Regions from separate parts of the Ovis aries genome. Here region 2 is linked to region 1. Evidence: chromatin contacts called from public Hi-C data. All regions are on one chromosome and are shown on one strand. The core of a region is the stretch at or near the end of the contact, and the rest is flanking DNA. Distances in the headings are between cores, read along the strand shown.

Region 1 (5,392 bases), core at 1,953-4,452:
GAAAGGCCTGTACACCCTTGGAGAAAGACTGGTATCCTTTGGAAGGTTCCAGTGTGAGAGGAGAAAAGAGAGGACTGGACAGCAATGTAGCTGCCTTCCACTGCACGTGGGCTGGCTCCCTGCTACCCATGCCCCTCCCCACATCACTGCCTGCCCTGTGGTACTCAATCACACCTGTTCCCACTTCAGACAGGAGGACATGTGTCTGAGCTCTGATTCACATCTCTAGTTTCTACACCTAGCACAATTCTTAGCACACAGTAACAACTTCAATGATCTTTGAATGAAAGAATGAGGCTCAAATGGTGAAACTGGCAAGATAAGCCTGAAACTACTTGGAGGGAATGAGCTCCCCAGAGGTAAAGATGCTTGACTCAGAGAAGAGAGATAGGGTCAGCTTCATCTATTAGCTCAACTCATGTGTGATGAATTGGAGGTTGGGGGGGCGGGGAGGGCAGGAAAAGGGGAGAGAGGGGAAAGAGAAGCGGGAGGGGAGGAGGAAGGGAGGGGGAGAGAGGGGAAGAGGAATGGGAGGGGACAGGGAGAAGGGGAGCACAGGAGGGGAGGAGGGAACGGGAGGAGAGGAGACAGACAGGAGGCAGGAGGGGAAGAGAGAAGAGAGTAGGGAAGAGGGGAGGAGGGAGGAAATCCAGATAAACTGCAGCTAAATTCTTGACATATTTTTATGGTACCTCAAGTAGTAATTCTTACCTCAGTTCTTTTTTTCCTTTGAAACCCTAAATTTTATATTGTAATTAACTCAATCCACAAATAGCACTCTAAAGGCATAGGATCAAACCCATAGCTGTGCCCCCTCACTCAGAAGCCCACCCAGCCAGAGGCTCCTCACAGTGAGTCACAGAGGGGCTTTGGGGGATCAGACAGGCTCTTGACTACATCCGTAAAATGTATACAAAGCACTATGAGTATGTATAAATCACTATTTCTCTGAAATAGTTTTCATCAGATCATCAAAATGATCCATGACTCCCAAAAGATTGAAAGCCTGGGTTTTAGCCCATCTAAGTAGTTACTTGGAAAGGATTAGGCTGCCCTTATTAAGCATGGTGGGGGTGGTCCCACTTCTACTGTACTGCCCTGCGAGGCAGAGCCTCAGGGACTCCCTGGATCCATCACTAAAGGGAGAAGTCTTCAGGAGCCACACAGGATACACCAATAAGATTCATTACGGTAACCCTATAGCCCTCAGAGCCTTCCCAAAAGCAAGTCAAGGTCAGTGAGACTCAATTCATTACTGTCTGGAACATGAGGCAGCCAGCTGAAGGCAAAGAGCAGGCACCTGATCATTTGCGGGAGTGAAAACACACCTATGAGGCCAGAGCCATCAGTGAATTCATCCCAGGGTCCAGCGGGGAGACCTCAGGAGAGCTGCTTATCTGGCTGGAATCCCACGTATGCGGGAATGACTGTGGATGGAGTTCTGAGATTTGCTCCTCCTGCTGGTGGCCAGGAATCAGGCACAACTATGGACAGAGAAGGGTCATGAGCTAGTCAGCTGACCTCTGGCCTGCATCCTGAGCTCCAGCTCAGGGCTGAGCCTTGGCCTCTGGGCCATGATGATAGGTGCCAGGACACCCTGATACATCAAACACAGGCTTATGTCCTTCAGCAGGCATGCTGCACCGTGAGCCTACCTCTGGGAGAGGAAGGGACGGCCTGAGGACCGTGGGTGGTCCTTTGGGCTGCAAGGTCCTGCTTGTGCAACAGCATCCTGGCCCCATAGCCCAGGTACCCACAGTGTCCAGGCATGAAGACCCGTCTCCAAAATGGGTAACAGAAGGGGCGGCACACTCTGCCTGTAGAGGGCCAGATGGCAAACGTTTCAGGCTTGCGGGCCATATGGTTTGTTACAGTCGACTCTCTCATTTACAGCACAAAAGCAGCCACAGCTAATGTGGAAGCCAGTGAGGGTGGCTGTGTTCCAGTGACACTTTATGTGTGTGTGTGAACAGTAAGATTTAAATTTCACATCATTTTCACATCACAAATTAGTCTTCTTGTGATTTCCCATCAATCACTGGAAATCACAAAAAATCATGCTTGGCTTTCAGGGAATAACAGATAGGCAGCAGACCAAATACAGACCCTAGATTGCTGACCCCCGGGTGAGGATGATGTCTCTCTATAATGAATCTCCAGGGACAGAGGGCACTCTTGTAAAAATGCAGATTCAGGCCCAGCAGGTTGGGAATCGGGCCCGAGACTGGGCATCGCTAACAGTCTCCCCATCCTGCCAGTCTTAATGACTATATTTGAGGAGTAAAAGGAAACTATTTTCAGAAGTTCCTTGGAGCACAGGCTACTGAGCAGTTTGCCTGAAGTACGACTCCTCCTGAACCTTCCTACCTGCCTGAAAGGGCAGGACGCCCAGCGCTGTGACTCTGGCATGCCCTCTTTGCAGGCAGAGGGTGGGCGGGTGTCTACATGCTCAGACCTCAGGTCATGCTAACCCGGCAACACCGCCCACCATGTCCCCTGGGCCCGGAGCAGGAAACTGAGCGGGGAAGGATTTATTTGCTCTCCCACCAGTGTTTGCACATTCTTGCTCATTTATAAACATTGGTTCTTAGGGGCTGAACTAGTCTCGAGTCAGGTCTGAAAGAATCCAGATCTCCAGAATTTTAGTAAGGTGCAATTACTTGGAAGAGGGCAAAAAAAAAAAAAACACCCAAATTCAGGAAAATTAAAACTGCTAAGTTTGCAATGGCTAAAGGCCCCAGTTTGGGGTGTTATGCCAGGAAAAAAAAAACTTTCAAAATCCCCAAGGTATAGGAAACCTCTCTAGGACAGGGCCTGAAAAACACAGGTCAGGAAATGGAGAGCCATCCTAAGTAATAGTGTGCTAGTAAAAGGCACTGGGATTAAAGGTGTCTGGAGAGAGCTTCTTAGCTTTGATAATGGAAGGTCAGACCTCTGCTCCCAGGACCAGCAGTCATCCCTCTGGTCTCCTCCCCCAAGGAGAAGGGCGGGGGCACAAGCAGTGGAGGCATCCCAGGCCTATCCTTTGTCCACTGGCTTCCAAGGAAAATAATTCTTTTTGCCAGCTGACTCAGGTACACTGTCCAGCAACTTCACTAATGAGAGGAGCTTATGTCCTCTTTCAACGTGGCTGGCTGGGGGTGAGCGGAAGCAGGCAGTTATTTTTCTCACAAAGCGGGTTCCTGAGCTTTAGACTTTCCAGCATTTGTCCCTGACTCCCACCTAGTGGCTTTTTCCAGTACTGCACAGAGACAAGGGCCCTCCTCCAACCCGCACACCAGGCATCAGGAGAGAGGACAGGAGAGAAAGTACCTACAAGTCTGAGCTCTCAAGTTCACACCTATAGCAGGACACACACTGGAAACTGACTCACAAAGCCTTCATTTTTTTTTTTTTTTAATGAAAAACAATCACCAAATTTCCCCTTTTCTAACATCCAGAAAGCCAACATTTTCCTATATAATTCCTGCCTGTAACTTTTCAAAATGAACGCATTTGCCACACAAATACCCCATCCATCCATCTCTCACTCCAGGCCCTAGGTGGAGGACAGAGATACAGAGAATTGCAGGGCAAGCTGACGGCTTATAATTCATAAAACAGCTTCCTCCATCCTTTTTTTTCTCCCCCTAAACTCTGGCTTTTCAATATGGTGAACAGATTTGCTCCTCTGGCCAGAATGAAAGACTGCAGGCTGACTCTGGCAGGAACGCAGGGGCTTTGTTTGAGGAGCCGCCATCTGTGACAAGGTGGCTGAGCGGATGGGGGCTGGTGGGGGGTGGCCATGTGCCCTCCTGGGTCTGGTTTATTTCCTTATTTCTGGAGAATCTGGTTAAGAAGGTAACTGAGGGCACATGAATATCTGATATATAGACGGACAGAGGTGAGACCTAAGATGGGATTCACCTCCCCGGACCAGCTGAGCAGGCTCAGAGGAGGCTCCCCGGTCAGGGCATCCCATTTCACCGCTCCAGAGATGACGGCTTTGGCTGAGCCCTGACATGGAGCAGCTATACCAAGAGAGGTTCCCTAATTTGTCTCTACTTTGCAAACTTAAAGGTCCAGACTGAGGGACTTCTCTGGTGGTTCAGGGACTAAGAATCCACACTCCCAATGCAGGGGGCCCAGGGTTCAATCCCTGGTCAGGGAACTAGATCCTGCATGCCGAAACTAAGACCCAGCACAGTTAAATAAATAAATATATTTTTAACAAAAGTCCAGACTGAGGAAGGCAGGGACTGATGGTTACCAGGGGGCTGCTCTAAAGCCCTTAAACTGCAGAACTGGAATGCGTGGCCAGATCCTACAGAGGTATTGTCAAACCAGCTGTCATTTCCGGTAGGGAAACTGAGTCCCAGAGGAGGGAAACGAAGTCCACTCACATCCACATGAGGGTGGCATAGAGCTGGCCTTTTGGCTCATCCCTCCCTCCCACACTGCCTCACCTGGTCCATTCCCTTCCACCTGCCTGAACACGCTGAGCAGGACACCTGCAGCCTGGCCAAGGAGAGCCTGGGTTCCCCTGGGAGGCCAGGCCTGTTCCATGAACCCCACTTCCAGAAAGTAGCACAGAATACAGTCCCTCTGGAGGGTCTCTGCCAAGCTCTCCCCTTACCCACCCTCCCCTCTGCTGCTTCTGGGTTTGTCTTTGCTCAGACTTTAGTCCCTGAAACCTCAGGTTTTCACCAAAAAATCCCGTGGACCCACATCTGAAGTGATTAAACAGTGGGACAGTCCGATGCCTTGTGGATGAAGAATGTGTGTACCCGGCTATTAGAGAAGCCCCCAGAGATGCTCCATCTGGAGACTCTGCTGGCTCTAGTATTGCTTGGGCACCTCCCAGGAACCAGGCTCACTGGGTCTAATCACCCCTCCCTTTCTCACTCAGTTCAGTTCAGTCGCTCAGTCATGTCTGACTCTTTGCAACCCCATGGACTGTGGCACACAGGCTTCCCTGTCCATCACCAACTCCCAGAGTTTGCTTAAACTCATGGACATTAGGTTGGTGACGCCATCCAACCATTTCATCCTCTGTTGCCCCCTTCTCCTCCTGCCTTCAATCTTTCATAGCATCAGAGTCTTACTGGTTGGCTTCTCACTAGTTGGCTGTTTCCAGCTCCTTATGGGCTCCACTCCCCCTGAGAGCTTCACCCCTAGGTCACCACAAGCTTACCTGCACGGAGGGGAAAGAGGCGGCCTCTTTTTGGAACTCGCCTCCATTCCCGTCACAGCAGAGATGCTGTAGCCTTCTGGCATGGGCCTCAGCTTCATCTCCTGAAAGTCCTGACCCTGAGCTTGGCCTGGTCTGCCAGCCATGAAAGAGGGTCTCAATCTTATACTGTCAAAGGCTGGCCTCATTGATGCTACTCTGCAGGCCAGGCTCCATGAAGCC
Region 2 (5,531 bases), core at 1,338-3,837, 66 kb after region 1:
TCTTGAATGAGGGTGCTCAGTCTGGCAACTTAATAAACCTTTAAGTTTATTGCCTCAACATTTAAATGCCTCAACGGTGCTGTTCATATTAGCTATTCCTTCCCATGTTTTGCAAAAGGGGATCCACCAGAAGATTTCAAGCAGAAGTGTCATGAACAAATCTATGTATCAGGAAGGAAATGTTTTTGATAGCCAAGTGAAAAACAGCTTCCAAAAATTACCGCAAATGTGACAGCCTAAGGCTACGTACGCCATTCCTTTTCGAGAGCGCAATTCTTTCAGGACTGTTCCTCCCTCCTCACTTCTCCATCTGGCCCCCTAGCCCATAGATTCTGTCTCTCTAGTCTCTCCTACCTGTATCCTCTCTGGGATCCAGCACAGGCCCTAGTCACTTCTATCTTAATTGATCTTCCGCTGGGCTTCACCAACCTGAGGGTCTCTTACCCAGCAGTTTCCACTTGGCCTTCATTAGAATCACAGAGGAATTTGGTAAGAACATGCCAGACCTACTTAATCTGAGTAATTTTAAAAGCTCCCTAGGCAATTCTGAGTCTCAGCCAGGTTTGCAAACTGTTTTTTTTTTTTTTTTTTAAATCCTTGCTATACATAAGTGAAGGGGCTGTACTGCTGAGAACTTCCGAGAAATGCAGAATGTCAGGTTCCACCCCGACCTAGGAATCAGAATTTGCATTTGAACGAGATCCCCAGGTGACTCTTAAGCTTGTTAAAGGTTGAAAAGCACTGCTACCAAGTGTTGCCAGATCATTCATTCCACAAATATTTACTAGATTTTCTCCACTGGGCTAGAGGTTTGGGAGGCTGAAAGGGTCAAGGGCCAAGGTCCCAGACTTTAAATTCAGACAACCATCAATCAATCTCCTGCTTAAAAGCCATTATTGAGGCTCATGATTTCAAAGCCCAGACTTCTCCACCTGGCCTTCATGGCCCGCTGGGAACAGGTTTCTTCCTCATCACCAGCTTTATTGTCTCTCACTTGCCACTGGAGTCAAGCTGAGCCACTTGCTACTTCTCAGGCTATGAAGTGCTTGCCTGCCTCTCACAGGGCAGGTGACACTCTACCTACCTCTGCCTGGAGAAATCCTTCAAGGTCCACCATGCACGTGTCACCCCCTTCCTGAAATTATCCCAGGTTTTACACAGTCAGATGAAAAATAAATTCCTACAACACTTTGCTCTTACCTCCTTCATACCATTTATTTCATTCTACTTGTCAGGCACCTGTGGCACATAGCTGACCCAGTAAAGAGACCATAATGCTGTTTATCTCTGTAGTAGCAATATGCTAATAACTGGCACATCACTGAATCTCAAGTAATACTAACAATAATGTATTATTAAGTAAAAATTATGAACGAGTGCAGTAAAAGTCCACCATTCCCCCTCATCTCCCACTTCAAAATCATCTAAATATAAGCAGATTACATACAGACTACCTAAGCCTCAAGTAAAAAAGAAAACCTCTAAATCAAGTATTTTTTCATGTAGTACAAATAACAAGCAAAGACTGAACAAACAGAAGATGAATTCTGTGTACAGCCAACTGCCTTTGTTGGGCATTAAACTTCATAGAATGCAACATAAAATTTGGTAACATTGCAGATTTGTAGTATAATTGATTAAGGTACTGGGAGAAAGATATGAGACAGGAAGTGAACTAAAATATACAAAGGGAGACAAACATCCAGCTGCTCTAAAAGTAAAAATGCTCTGGATTTGTCTTTTAAGAGGACTGACTAAATGCTGGCTAGAGTGCCTGTTTTGATCTTATGCGCACTTTGGAAGCCCTGGTCTTTAAATATATAATCTTATTTTCATCTGAGTAACAACTGAAGGTCTGGAGTCAGGATGTCATGAAGGAGAGGAACCCTCTTTCAAACAGAACCATCCCCGTTTTGCCGTCTATTGGGACGCTGTGGCTTGAGGTTTGGAAAAGCCTGTTGCATTTTTCCAATTACAATACAGAGTTGATTTCAGCTAAGGCGTTGTAGCTGGACGCACGCTCTGTGGAACATCGATTTGCTTGGGCAAAACGGACCGTAAGCTTCCCGACCACCTTGGGCTATCTCTCTAGACTACGCCGCTGCTCCAACCGACTGAGCAGAGCTCTGACACACTACACACAACTAGGATGACTGGCCACCCTGCGCATCTCTAGGGCCATCCCGGCACCTGTAGGGGCGCGGACAGTCCGTAGACTCCAGACAGGACTGGGAGGAGACACGAAGCAAATCCCCAGGAGTTATAGTCTCCTCGCAATCTGGCAAAAGAAGGGGAGGAGGGTCCCCGCCCTCGCGTCTGGGATACACTCGGGGATCTCAGTTCCTAAGCCAATTCCCCTGCGGGGGCTCCCAGTTCAGCCTGCGCAGTGGGCCCGGGGGGCGTGGGGAGAACCCACTGACCTGAGTTTGGGGCTCCTCTCCGGACAGCTCAGGTGTGCGGGCCTTTCACTTGTCCCCCCCACCTCCGAACATGAGAGCCGAGAAACGAACAGCAGGCCACTGACCCACCGACCAACTAACCGACCAACCAGCGGACCGACCGGCAGCGGCCGCGTCCGGAGCCCACGTGACGGGGGCGGGGACCCACGGCAGACTCGGGAGGCTAGTCCAGGAGCGCCGGCTCCCAGACCGCCCACCTTCCCCCGGGACCGCCCCTCCGCCACGCCCCCTCCCTCTAGGCTCCGTGGCAGCCCGCAGGGACCCAACCGCCACGAGTTCTAGTTCCTTAGCGACCTGCCTCGTCAACCCCGCCCCTTCGGACCTGCTCAGCCCCGGCCGGTCCAGCCCCAGCCCCGCCCAGCCCCAGCTCCAGCACCGCCTCCTAAGCCGACTTTACCGTTCCCCTAAGCCCCGCCTCTCTTCGGCGGCCACGCCCCCTAAGAGCCCCGCCCCTGCCCTTGTCACCTCCCTCTCCAGCACCCTTCCTGCCCCGGGTGATGCCTGGCGGTCCTCGGCTCCCTGTTCCCTGGGCTTCTCCAGACCTTGAGCACCGTTCCTTGGCCATAGGGAAGAAAAGCGAAAAGCAGAAAGGGAACTTGGGTCGAGAATTGCAAAAAGAGTTGTCATAGAAAGAATGTTTTAGAGGCAGTCCCAGAGCAGCAACCGTCGGGTGTGCGGACTTCTGGGCCCAAGCGATCTAGTTCAAATTGAGGTTGGCCTGATGGCAGTCTCATTTCTTGTCTCTGAGCGCCCCCAATTCGGAAGACTGAGTCACCCTAGGATCTGGCCGCTCTCGAACCCCGCGACCTGTAGTGGAGGTCCCTCTAGCGGTCAGCGTCAGTCAACGGCGCCGGCGCCCGTTCTTGTGAACAGCTGGGGACAAGTAGTCCTGTCCTGTGCCCAGCATTTAGGCGGGGGTTCCACAGGCACAACAAAAGCTTTGCTGAGCACAGGAATGGACTATAGGATCGGGGCAGGACTGGGCCTTTGGGGACCTAGTCCAAGGCCTTCTCCCGGTGTAGGGCATGAATCCCCTTTGGTGGTACTGCTAGATTGTTGCCCTGTCTGGGCCCCAAGACTTGGTTGCTCAGTTCAGCGGATTAAAATCCCTGTGGGCCTCAGATGGCATCGACACCAAGGACTCTGGCATAGTCCCCAGCTCTGGCAGGAGTCACTACCTCCCTAACCTCAGTTTTTATCTACATTTCTACAGGCTGGGTTGTTGATCAACTCCACAAGACACATTATTTTTTATATTATCCTGATGGTCTGAAATTACCAGTGTGCCCAGACTTGTACATGCAAACAAAACTTAAGCCACCCTGGCAAACATGAGACTCTGGTCACTGCAGGAACCTGGCCAGAGGCAGGCCAAGGGCAAAGCCAGCAGAGGAAGGCTGGGGCCCACAAGAGTTGTGTTACAACAGGACACTCTTCAGTTCTCTTTCACTTCCTTAAAATAGCTCAGAGGCTTTTATAGAGGCGGCTGCCATGGTTCACACGAGTTCATGGGTGTTTCCAGATCCCACATGTTATTGCCCTAGTGGACCTGCAGTCCTCAGAAAATGGTAGTCTGTTCTTTAGAACTATACATTACTTTTTAAAAATCATCTTTAAAAATGGTGTAAGTTACAGACATTGAAAATAAATTCTGGTTACCGAAAGGGAAAGGGGAGTGATGAATAAACTAGGAGTTTGGGATTAGCAGCTTCCCTGGTAGCTCAGAGTTTAAAGCATCTGCCTGCAATGCAGGAGACCTGGGTTCGATCCCTGGGTGGGGAAGATCCCCTGGAGAAGGAAACAGCAACCCACTCCAGTATTCTTCCCTGGAGAGTCCTATGGACGGAGGAGCCTGGTGGGCTTCAGTCCACGGGGTCGCAAAGAGTCGGACACGACTGAGCGACTTCACACACAGGTACACACTAATTTATATAATAAACAAGGATTTACTGTATAGCACAGGGGACTATATTCAATATTTTGTAATAACCTATAATTAAAAGAATGTGAAAAAGAATATACTGCATCACTTTGCTGTACACCTGAAACTAATACAACATTGTATATCAATTATACTTTAATTTTTTAAAAATGGTGTAAATAATTGACTTTCCTGCTTACTCACACTTTGGAACCATTTTAGGGGAGGGAACTTAAAAATTACAGCACTGTCTTGTCCCTCCTCCAGAGGCTCTGATTGAATGATCTGGGGGTATGGCTTGGCATCAGGATTTTTAAAAGCTCCTCAGGTAATTCTTAGGTGCAGTCAGGTTTAAGAACCACTGGTCTAGATCTTAGGAGCTTCAATCCTCAGTAAAATCCAACAAGAGACCAGAACTGAAAAGCTCATCTGAAAGAAGCCCAAGAAGTGTCCACAGACCTACATGTTTACCCCTGGCTCCCAGGAAACAAAGTGCCCTGTTAACGGGGGCTTCCAGGAGAAAATGTCTTAACCTAAAAAAGTGATTCTAGCTACAGAAATTTAAGGCATGAGAGTGTGATGTTAGTGGCAGGTGTGCCCTGCATAACTGTCAAAGCAAAGCATATCACACATGAATGGTAGACAGCACATCACAGGCAGCCTCTCTGCGCCTCCAAAGGAACCGTGTATGCAGGATTTATGAGTAATCCCACTCTGATTAATGCCCCTGCTACCCTCATCTGTGAGGCACATTCCTTTTCCCTGTGAAACAGGTAATGTTATTTTACCCATGAGGCAGCAAATGGCCCCCAGTCCATGGAATGGGTAATATCACCACATTTATTTATTCATACCTGCCTCATTCCACAATGGATTTGAGCTCTCTGTATCACTCTGTTAGAACTGTGGGTAACTGTGCTATGTCCATGGGGTTAGCAATTCCATTCTGCCAAACAGCTACTCAAATGCTATGGGAAAGAAAAAGAAAAAACAACCACCCCTCTCTTCACTGCCTATGGTCCCAGCCTGGGCTTGGCAGAGGTCGAAAACAGCTGCAAACACACAGAGCAAACCCTCTCATGTGACCAACCTGGGGAGACAGAGGCCCCAGCACATGACACAGACTGGCACCACAGCCTGCACTTGTGGCC

The links. Hi-C and Micro-C count contacts between places; a contact is called where the count stands out from the background.
Region 2: a contact with region 1 is called in a Hi-C map of hypothalamus, with 4 times the contacts expected there. The contact joins the promoter of PPFIBP2 here to the enhancer-like site in region 1. A contact is called at or near these places in 2 of 16 Hi-C or Micro-C datasets (hypothalamus and liver).

Annotation. Positions count from the first base shown.
Region 1 is chr15:44,805,294-44,810,685 of ARS-UI_Ramb_v3.0, forward strand. All of the region lies in intron 3 of PPFIBP2 (PPFIA binding protein 2), which reads right to left. Among named protein-coding and RNA genes, the nearest start is that of PPFIBP2, 66 kb to the right of the region's middle. Within about 2 kb of position 3,203, at least 21 of the 54 cell types and tissues checked have an H3K27ac peak or open chromatin away from gene starts, as enhancers often do. A contact at or near this core is called in hypothalamus, where this site is marked.
Region 2 is chr15:44,871,630-44,877,160 of ARS-UI_Ramb_v3.0, forward strand. PPFIBP2 (PPFIA binding protein 2) reads right to left here and starts at 2,588. Exons shown (of 26, transcript XM_042233096.1): 1 at 2,421-2,588. It overlaps OLFML1 (olfactomedin like 1), which reads right to left. Exons shown (of 3, transcript XM_004016189.6): 3 at 4,386-5,531.